Regions from separate parts of the Zea mays genome. Here region 1 is linked to region 2. A link is a contact called in public Hi-C data. All regions are on one chromosome and are shown on one strand. Each heading gives the region's core, a stretch centred on a gene start, on an enhancer-like site or on the middle of the called end of the contact. The rest is flanking DNA. Distances are from core to core; before and after follow the strand shown. Region 1 has its middle 210 kb from the start of LOC100382908. Region 2 has its middle 47 kb from the start of LOC100382908.

Region 1 (3,728 bases), core at 784-3,283, 170 kb before region 2:
TGAATCATGGTACAGAAACAAATGTCACATCTTTACTATGTAATAGGAGTTTTGTACAAAATAAATAAATAATTACATTGTAAGGAGACAATGATCCATCAACCCAAAGTTGACTGGGAGATGACGACCTAGACCTCTCACAAACACATCGTAGCATCCTCCATGCGCCTCATCCTGCAGTACCTGTTCTTGACCTATGGGGGTGTGAGATAACAAGAGTGAGCTCACATACGTTCATCGCTCAACAAGTTGTGGGAAATAATGTGCATGTACTCACCAAAGGCGGGAGCTCATGTGAAGTGTAAGGCTTACCAAAGAGGACGGCTAAAGCTGAGCATTGATTTTATAAGTTAGTCAAAATTTTATTAGAATTTACTAAATGTAAGTAAATACCAAACTATAGTAATAGTAAGTCAAAATAATAATAAATCCCAATGCGATGCAAATGACAAATTGAATTTAATTCCATAAATTAATCATGTGATTGTCCGAGCTGCTCATGACCGTGAGCACGGCTAGTATACCAGTTTTACACTCTGTAGTGGTTGCACATATTTACCCACAAGTCATGTTACCCATCTGCTAAGGGATTGCGACTCCCATACACCTCTACCAAGGAAGCGAGGCAGGGTAACACTACGAGGCCTTTACAAACTTCCACTAGCTTCAGAAAACCCGGTACAGTTTCTATGAAGCTCCAATGCAGGGACCCCTCGCGTGACCGCCATCTCAGCAAAATCAACCCAAGGGCATCCCCACAATGACCACTCCCCTACTGCCATTGCCCCTTTTGGGTAAGGTAGTCCTCCACTAGCTTTCCTAATTAGTCAGCCAAGGACGTCCCATACCACCCTTATGGTAGCACTGTTTTTTCGGGTGGTTCTCCATGTTCCAATTAACATAATGATCTTATCATGAATAGTAAATAACAAACTGATAATAAAAGTAGAATCATGAATAATGTGTATCTCCATATCCAAAACCACATAAAGCAATAACATGTACTACCCAAAAAATTTAGTGGTAAACAAGGTATAAAGATAGCCAAACTAGGGTGACCTATTGGATCCCATCAAAATTAACCTATGCAGATCATTATGATTAATGAGAACATGATTGGGTAAAAAGAAGTGATCAAGGGCACAACTTGCCTGGGACTTGAGATTCCAGGTACCAACTTGCTCTTCAGGTGACTCGCAACCTCGCGCTAGTCATAGCAATACAAACAAACAGGGTATTAGCAAAATAACATCACGCCAAACATAAGAACAAACTGCATGAGAATATTCTATGAGATTGTGGGTTCGAGACCCATGTGTGTAAGTGATTAAAACTAGGTCTTGTTTTGATTTTATAAAGATAATCTAAAGAAATAATTAATTCAACTTTAATCTTAATTATAACATGACTAGAGATCATATTTTAACCAAATTTATATATATGGACATGTTAGCTTTGATTAGAAGAGTTAATCTAGTAGACATAGGTTAAGCAAATATCTAACTGTAAAATTATGCGATATGGTATAAATGATGTTGTTAGTGCATAGTAAATATTCATATGAAGTTAGCGCGACTTGAACGGACCAAATCGGAATTAAAACGAAGAAGTTATGGATTTTCGAAGTTTTAAGTGTTGGATTAAAATGAACCAAGTGCATAAATTTTAATCCCAATTTCATAACAAAATAAAGTTACTGGATGATAAACAATATTAATTTGAGTCTAATGCAACTGGAATGAATTAATTTGGAGTTAAAACGAATTAAATATGAATTAAACAGTTTCATGAATTATTTTTAAACTAAGAATCATTTTCCTTATTGATTTTAACCATTTTATTAACCTTTTGGGTTGCGGCCACAAATCTCCAGAATCTCGAGGGGTCGCACGCAAATTTCTGGACCTAGTTGCGATAGTTCTAAGACTAGGTGGGACCACAAGTTGATTATAGAGAACTATAGGGTCTCTTAATGAATTTGCCCCAACCGAAGGGGTACGGGCACATCTCAACCGTCGGATCTAAACCCGACCGCCCAGATTAAAAGGTTGAAGGGTTATCCAACATGTGATCTCGCACGTCCATTGGCAATCTAATGGTTCCAAACCTTTCACAACTGAATCCATTTGTGATCGTTTATCTTGAGATTGATGGCTCAAAACGCATCCGACCAAGCGGCACTAAACTCTAATATCGTCCGCTCGAGACCGATCCAATGGTACACCAGTGTCATCTTCCCATCCCGACGTTCACCAGAGCGGCGGCGCAACAGAGCTGGGCGGCGGGGCCTACCCCGACGATGACCCGCCCAGTGGTCCGAGACTCCCAACACTCGGATGATCGATGCTACGCGCAACAGAGGGTAGGGTGATTCGCGCGTGTGTTTCCTTACTAGAGATGAAGGGGCCGATAAGGTTGTCTTCGCGAACGGGCTGGTGCATGGCGGAGCGTACACGTTGGTGCTCCAATCACCGTTCGATAAGCACGCCCAGGCACACAGAGGTTTGGGGGAGATCCTACCAGAGAGCTATGGTCGAGGAGGAGTCCAAGGTTCACCTTTATATGTCGCGGATGCCAAATCCCCAACAACCACATGAGTCTGTTAGGATTGGATCCGATTCGGCCGTTGAGAAGCACACAGGATGAGATTTCGTGGAGAGAGGGAAAGTTTGTTATCCAAATGATGCCGATCCCGGTTTCCACGCTGAAGGAAATCACGGTAGCGACACCCTCTCATTCTAGGCGTGCAACATTCCCCGCCCTGGTGCCTGCGTGCGAATTGAGCAGAGTCCGCCACAGTGGGTTTGGGGAAGGAGCTTCTGGCGGGTGGGACCCAACCGTCAGCCAAACTGGAGGAGAGAAGTAGTGGACTGGGGAAAATGGTAATGGGCCCGTGGGCGAGGGATTCAGCCCAAGTGACTAATGCGGGGAAGGAGATGAGTGGCCGAGGTAAATAGGTTAAGTGGGTCGGCCACTAGGAAGGAGACCCGGCCAAGCGCCAGCTTATTCTTTTCTATTTTCTTTTCATGTTTTCTGATTTCTAACTTTAAATTCAATTCACATTCAACTCATGTTTTGAACTCCCAGGTTTACAAATATCCAAATAAATCCTAGTGTTAATATAAACTCTGTTGTATACAATATTATTATTTATTCTTTTTCCTATTAGGTATATATGGCAGCAATAAATGGCATTTCTTAAAACTTTCTTTCTCATTTTCTATTATTATTTATGCTTTTCATTTAAAATATCGAGGTCAAATTTTAAAATATGTTAAAATGCCTCACCCAAGTTATAAGCAAGAGATCAACCTTGCTTTATCTATTTATTGGTGGCTTAACTAATCTAGTATTATTGTTTGAATATGAGTTGGGAGAGTCCTAATAGATTTTCAAAGGTCTTCAAAAATTCTCACAACACTATTATATATTTTTATTTCTTTATTTTATTATTTTATAATATATATTGTTTCTACTTTAATGAAAAGAGGTGGACAAGTTTCTGAAAATTCCAGGTATGTGGTGTCTCTGGGGCTTGGTATTAACCTCTGCCACCCTGCTGATAAATTTGATTCCCAGCCATTTCTCGAAGAAAACGAGTGTCATCAGCAGTGGCAATAATTAAGGCAGCGATAGCCTCTGCCAGTGTGGGAGGTATAGGTGGCGGGTTCGGAGTTTCCTCCCCACCACGGGAAGTTCCAGCCCCATCCTGAGCACGAGTTCTGGAC
Region 2 (3,599 bases), core at 505-3,004:
TTATCGCTAGCCCCCGCCTGCCAGGCCACGCTACTTTCCCTTCTTGGCACTTCGAACGGGTACTAGCCCTTTCTTCTCCACAGCACGTTCTTGGATCTCCTCTGTTCTGTGAATTCCAAATCTTAGACTCCCCCTCAAACGCCGATGCGGTCCAGCCATGACATCGTCCATGTGCTGCCATTTGCTCCTCGCCTCGTCTGTTAATGTAGGCAGTGTTGTAGAAGGGAGACAGGGTCAGGAATTAGTTGTGCTTTTGCAACCTGCTGTTGTCGAATGTCATTGTTGGGCTCCTCTCCGCCTCAAACATGGAAGTGGGGATGGACTAATGGAGGTGCAGCTGCCAGCCTATGGTTTCCTTTTTCACTTTGCTTCTACTGAGGAAGGAAGTTGTGAGATTAGAAAATTGAATGTGGGGGAATTAAGGGAAGGAAATTGTAAGGATTTTAGGGAATGAGTGCGTGAGATTTGCCGCAAGCTCATGAAGAAAAATAATTACGAGTGGGTCTCAATACAAGATAATAAAGCACAATATCAAATACCTTATAATAGTATTATCATTTATACTGTCTGTTTTCTTATGCGCGCTCGCGCGCGATATTTACTAGTAAGATGATGAACCGTTGGCCAAACCTCAATAGATACAATCCAATCAGGGACGATGTCTGGTCTAAAATAAGGCACGACCAGGAAATTGTAAGTGTGTAAAACCAATGGGCACGCTGGAACATAGTTTGATATCTTTGTGTCGAATTTAAACTGAACATAGTGAATATCCCTGATGCAGGCCCGCAGCATTTTATCTTTGGAAATTTACGATGTCAATTGACTTGAGAGAAGTATCTCTGAAAGAGGAACAAGGAATCACACATCTAAATGGCCTGAAATGATCCTATTAGATGTACATCACATGGCTTAGCTTCTATAGCTAGTGAATATTCAAGAGTGTCAATTTCACTTGGCATCAAGTCATCAGCATGTCTGGGCAACTTTTAAGTCCGTTGTTTCCCTCACCCTATCAGTTGCGTTTTCTTTCTTGTTCTCGGCTATCTTCATGGATGGAGAATATTTTCAGTTGTCTTTTGCATTTGTGTACCAGTACAATAGTCGTCTAGGATGGTTTCAGTGGCTGCATTTTTAATTAAAATCTGTATATAATCTGCAGCCATACCACATTATAATTTGTAGCCAGAGTACCACATTCGCGTACTAGTTCATGATGCTGCGAGTGAACTAGGGTGTGACTAGCCTGTAAGAACTGGGTGGTGTATGTTCATATATGCTGATGATTTAAAAACTGAAGAGGTGGACTGGTATTTTTCAATTAAAAAAAAGCTAGAAACCAGTTTCTAGAAATTGGCATCTAAACACCAACGGACAATTTCTTTTAGAAACCAGTTTTTAAAAACCAAGATAAGAAATTAGTTTCTTATAAACTACAACGCTTTCAAACCGGTCCTTAATTAGTTTGTCTAAATTATAATTATTAGAATGTATTTCATGAAACAAACAGGGGCTAAATGAATGTGAACTTAAAGAAACGGTTGTTCACTGATAAATAGTAAAGTGATTTAGTAGCTATGTAGCGCTGCTTGCGGTTTGCGGACGCCAACCCAGCAAAAGTAAAAGGCCATCCACGCGGCGCGTGGCGCCCGCTTCCGTGCGCGGCGCACCCGCTTTCCGAGAGATGGGGAGTCACCAAAGGAAGCTCAGCCATCCGGCGCGGCACAGCTGGCGGACGCCACGTCGGAGGACGCATGCGTGCCGGACTGCCGGCTGCTTGTGCGATGCTGATCCAATCCAACTAGCTAGCATAGCAAGCTGGAGTACTGAAATTTCAGTGGCAGGCAGACGTACGGATGTGTTGCGTGGTTGGTCAAGGCGGTGAGAGGGGAAAAAAAAGCACAAGACGACGATGCACTCGCACTCAGACTTTTGTGATCGAAACTGCCACGTCTTCCGCTCCGTGCTGGCTGCCCGTACGTACGTGTCCCGTTGTGGCAGTAGCGCAGGTCCGTGCACCGTACCATTGCCGCACGTTTTTCACGGAAGAACAAGTCGTAAATATATCTCATCGTTACGCCTCCATAGGACGCACACGCACCAGCTGACTGAAAATATGTTGGAGTAAATCCATTTCAGGTCGCTGAAATTATCCATAGAGGCCATACAGATATCTAAAATCTCAAAATATATTTTTGGACATAACAGGTAACAGATAAGAACGACGTATTAGTGGCAAGATTTAGTCTAGGAAATTATATATTTTTATATGACATCGTATGAATATAATCTTTATATAAAAATCATAACTCTCATTACGATCTATAACTTTCTAGTCCTAATTTTTTTATATCAGATCATCGAGATGCTCAAAAATAAGTTGTAAAATTTCAGTAGTATATTAATCGTGTAGACAACTTTATCTTGGAAAAAAACATATTTTTTCTTGTTTAACGATATTGTTGCCCTCCATGAGGTCTATAACTTTTTAATTTTAAGTTTTTTATTTAAGATTGTTAAGATGCTAAAAATATAAAGATTAAGTAGTAATCGTGTTCAGATCATATATTTCGTCTATACTGTACTTTATATAAGTCATCATAGTTAAAACGTCACCGAGTAAACACAACAAATTTGCATCGGCATGGGAATTGGGCCGGACGTGGAGGTGGTGGAGAGAGAGCCACGACCATCATGAAGTGATCGCTGATCTGGAGAATGAAGGAGATGCGGCCACACAGGATGGTGTGGGAGCGAGCAGAAAAGATGCTGAAATCCTTAATGCAAGAAATTGTTTCTTCGGTATCGAGGTTGGTGATAGCACCCAGAGAGGGTGAATAGGTGATCTTGTAAAAACAACTAAAAAAACAAACTTGGTCTAAAGTGGATTAATACAATCAAAACCAAGTTCGAATGAAGAGTGTGAGGAAGAGGACTTCTTCACTTAATTGCTCTCACAAGATGAGTGTTAAACTTAGAGCAATATTATAAGTTGTCACACCCGGTTTTCAAAGGCAAATCGAATGTGAACCATGTACGTACCAGGATTAGAATGTCACGTACACAGCGATTACATAATTGTACATCATCACACATTGCTCAAAATAATAGCGGAAATAAGTACTTATTACATCACGATGTCCAAGACATCCATAGAGTCATTAACTTAAGTCATAATCATAATCAAAGTGCTAAACGAAACGTAGTACGATAAGGCCTTCACAGGCAGCTGACTTGCCACTAAACTAATCTAGAACTCATCAAAGTCCTGAAACTCCTAGAAGTCTTCCACGTTGCCTTCATCTTCTCCTGAACACTGGTTGCAATGGGACAACCTAGGGGGGTTTGGTGTTTTAAAGCAAGGGTGAGTACACGTCAACGTACTCAGCAAATGTCTTGTTTGGCTAAAGTGGACTAGCTATATGTGAAGTTAAGCTTAAAGCGGTTGCTTTTATTTGATCAGATATTTATTACTAGTAGAAAGTCATGTTTTATCAATAATCCCCAGTTATTACCCAAATGGCACTCCCTCCAAGAGAAAATACCAAATACCATAAAGATAGTCATCACCATTAAGCATCATTATAAAAGTATCCAAA

Evidence for each region. A called contact is a pair of places that touch in the nucleus more often than the background predicts.
Region 1: a Hi-C map of leaf shows a contact between it and region 2, with 3 times the contacts expected there. The contact joins two enhancer-like sites. A contact is called at or near these places in 3 of 25 Hi-C or Micro-C datasets (bundle sheath, endosperm and leaf).

The regions. Positions count from the first base shown.
Region 1 is chr10:35,773,801-35,777,528 of Zm-B73-REFERENCE-NAM-5.0, reverse strand. No RefSeq gene overlaps it. Among protein-coding and RNA genes, the nearest start is that of LOC100382908, 210 kb to the right of the region's middle. Within about 2 kb of position 2,033, at least 18 of the 20 cell types and tissues checked have an H3K27ac peak or open chromatin away from gene starts, as enhancers often do. A contact at or near this core is called in bundle sheath and leaf, where this site is marked.
Region 2 is chr10:35,606,541-35,610,139 of Zm-B73-REFERENCE-NAM-5.0, reverse strand. No RefSeq gene overlaps it. Among protein-coding and RNA genes, the nearest start is that of LOC100382908, 47 kb to the right of the region's middle. Within about 2 kb of position 1,754, at least 18 of the 20 cell types and tissues checked have an H3K27ac peak or open chromatin away from gene starts, as enhancers often do. A contact at or near this core is called in bundle sheath and leaf, where this site is marked.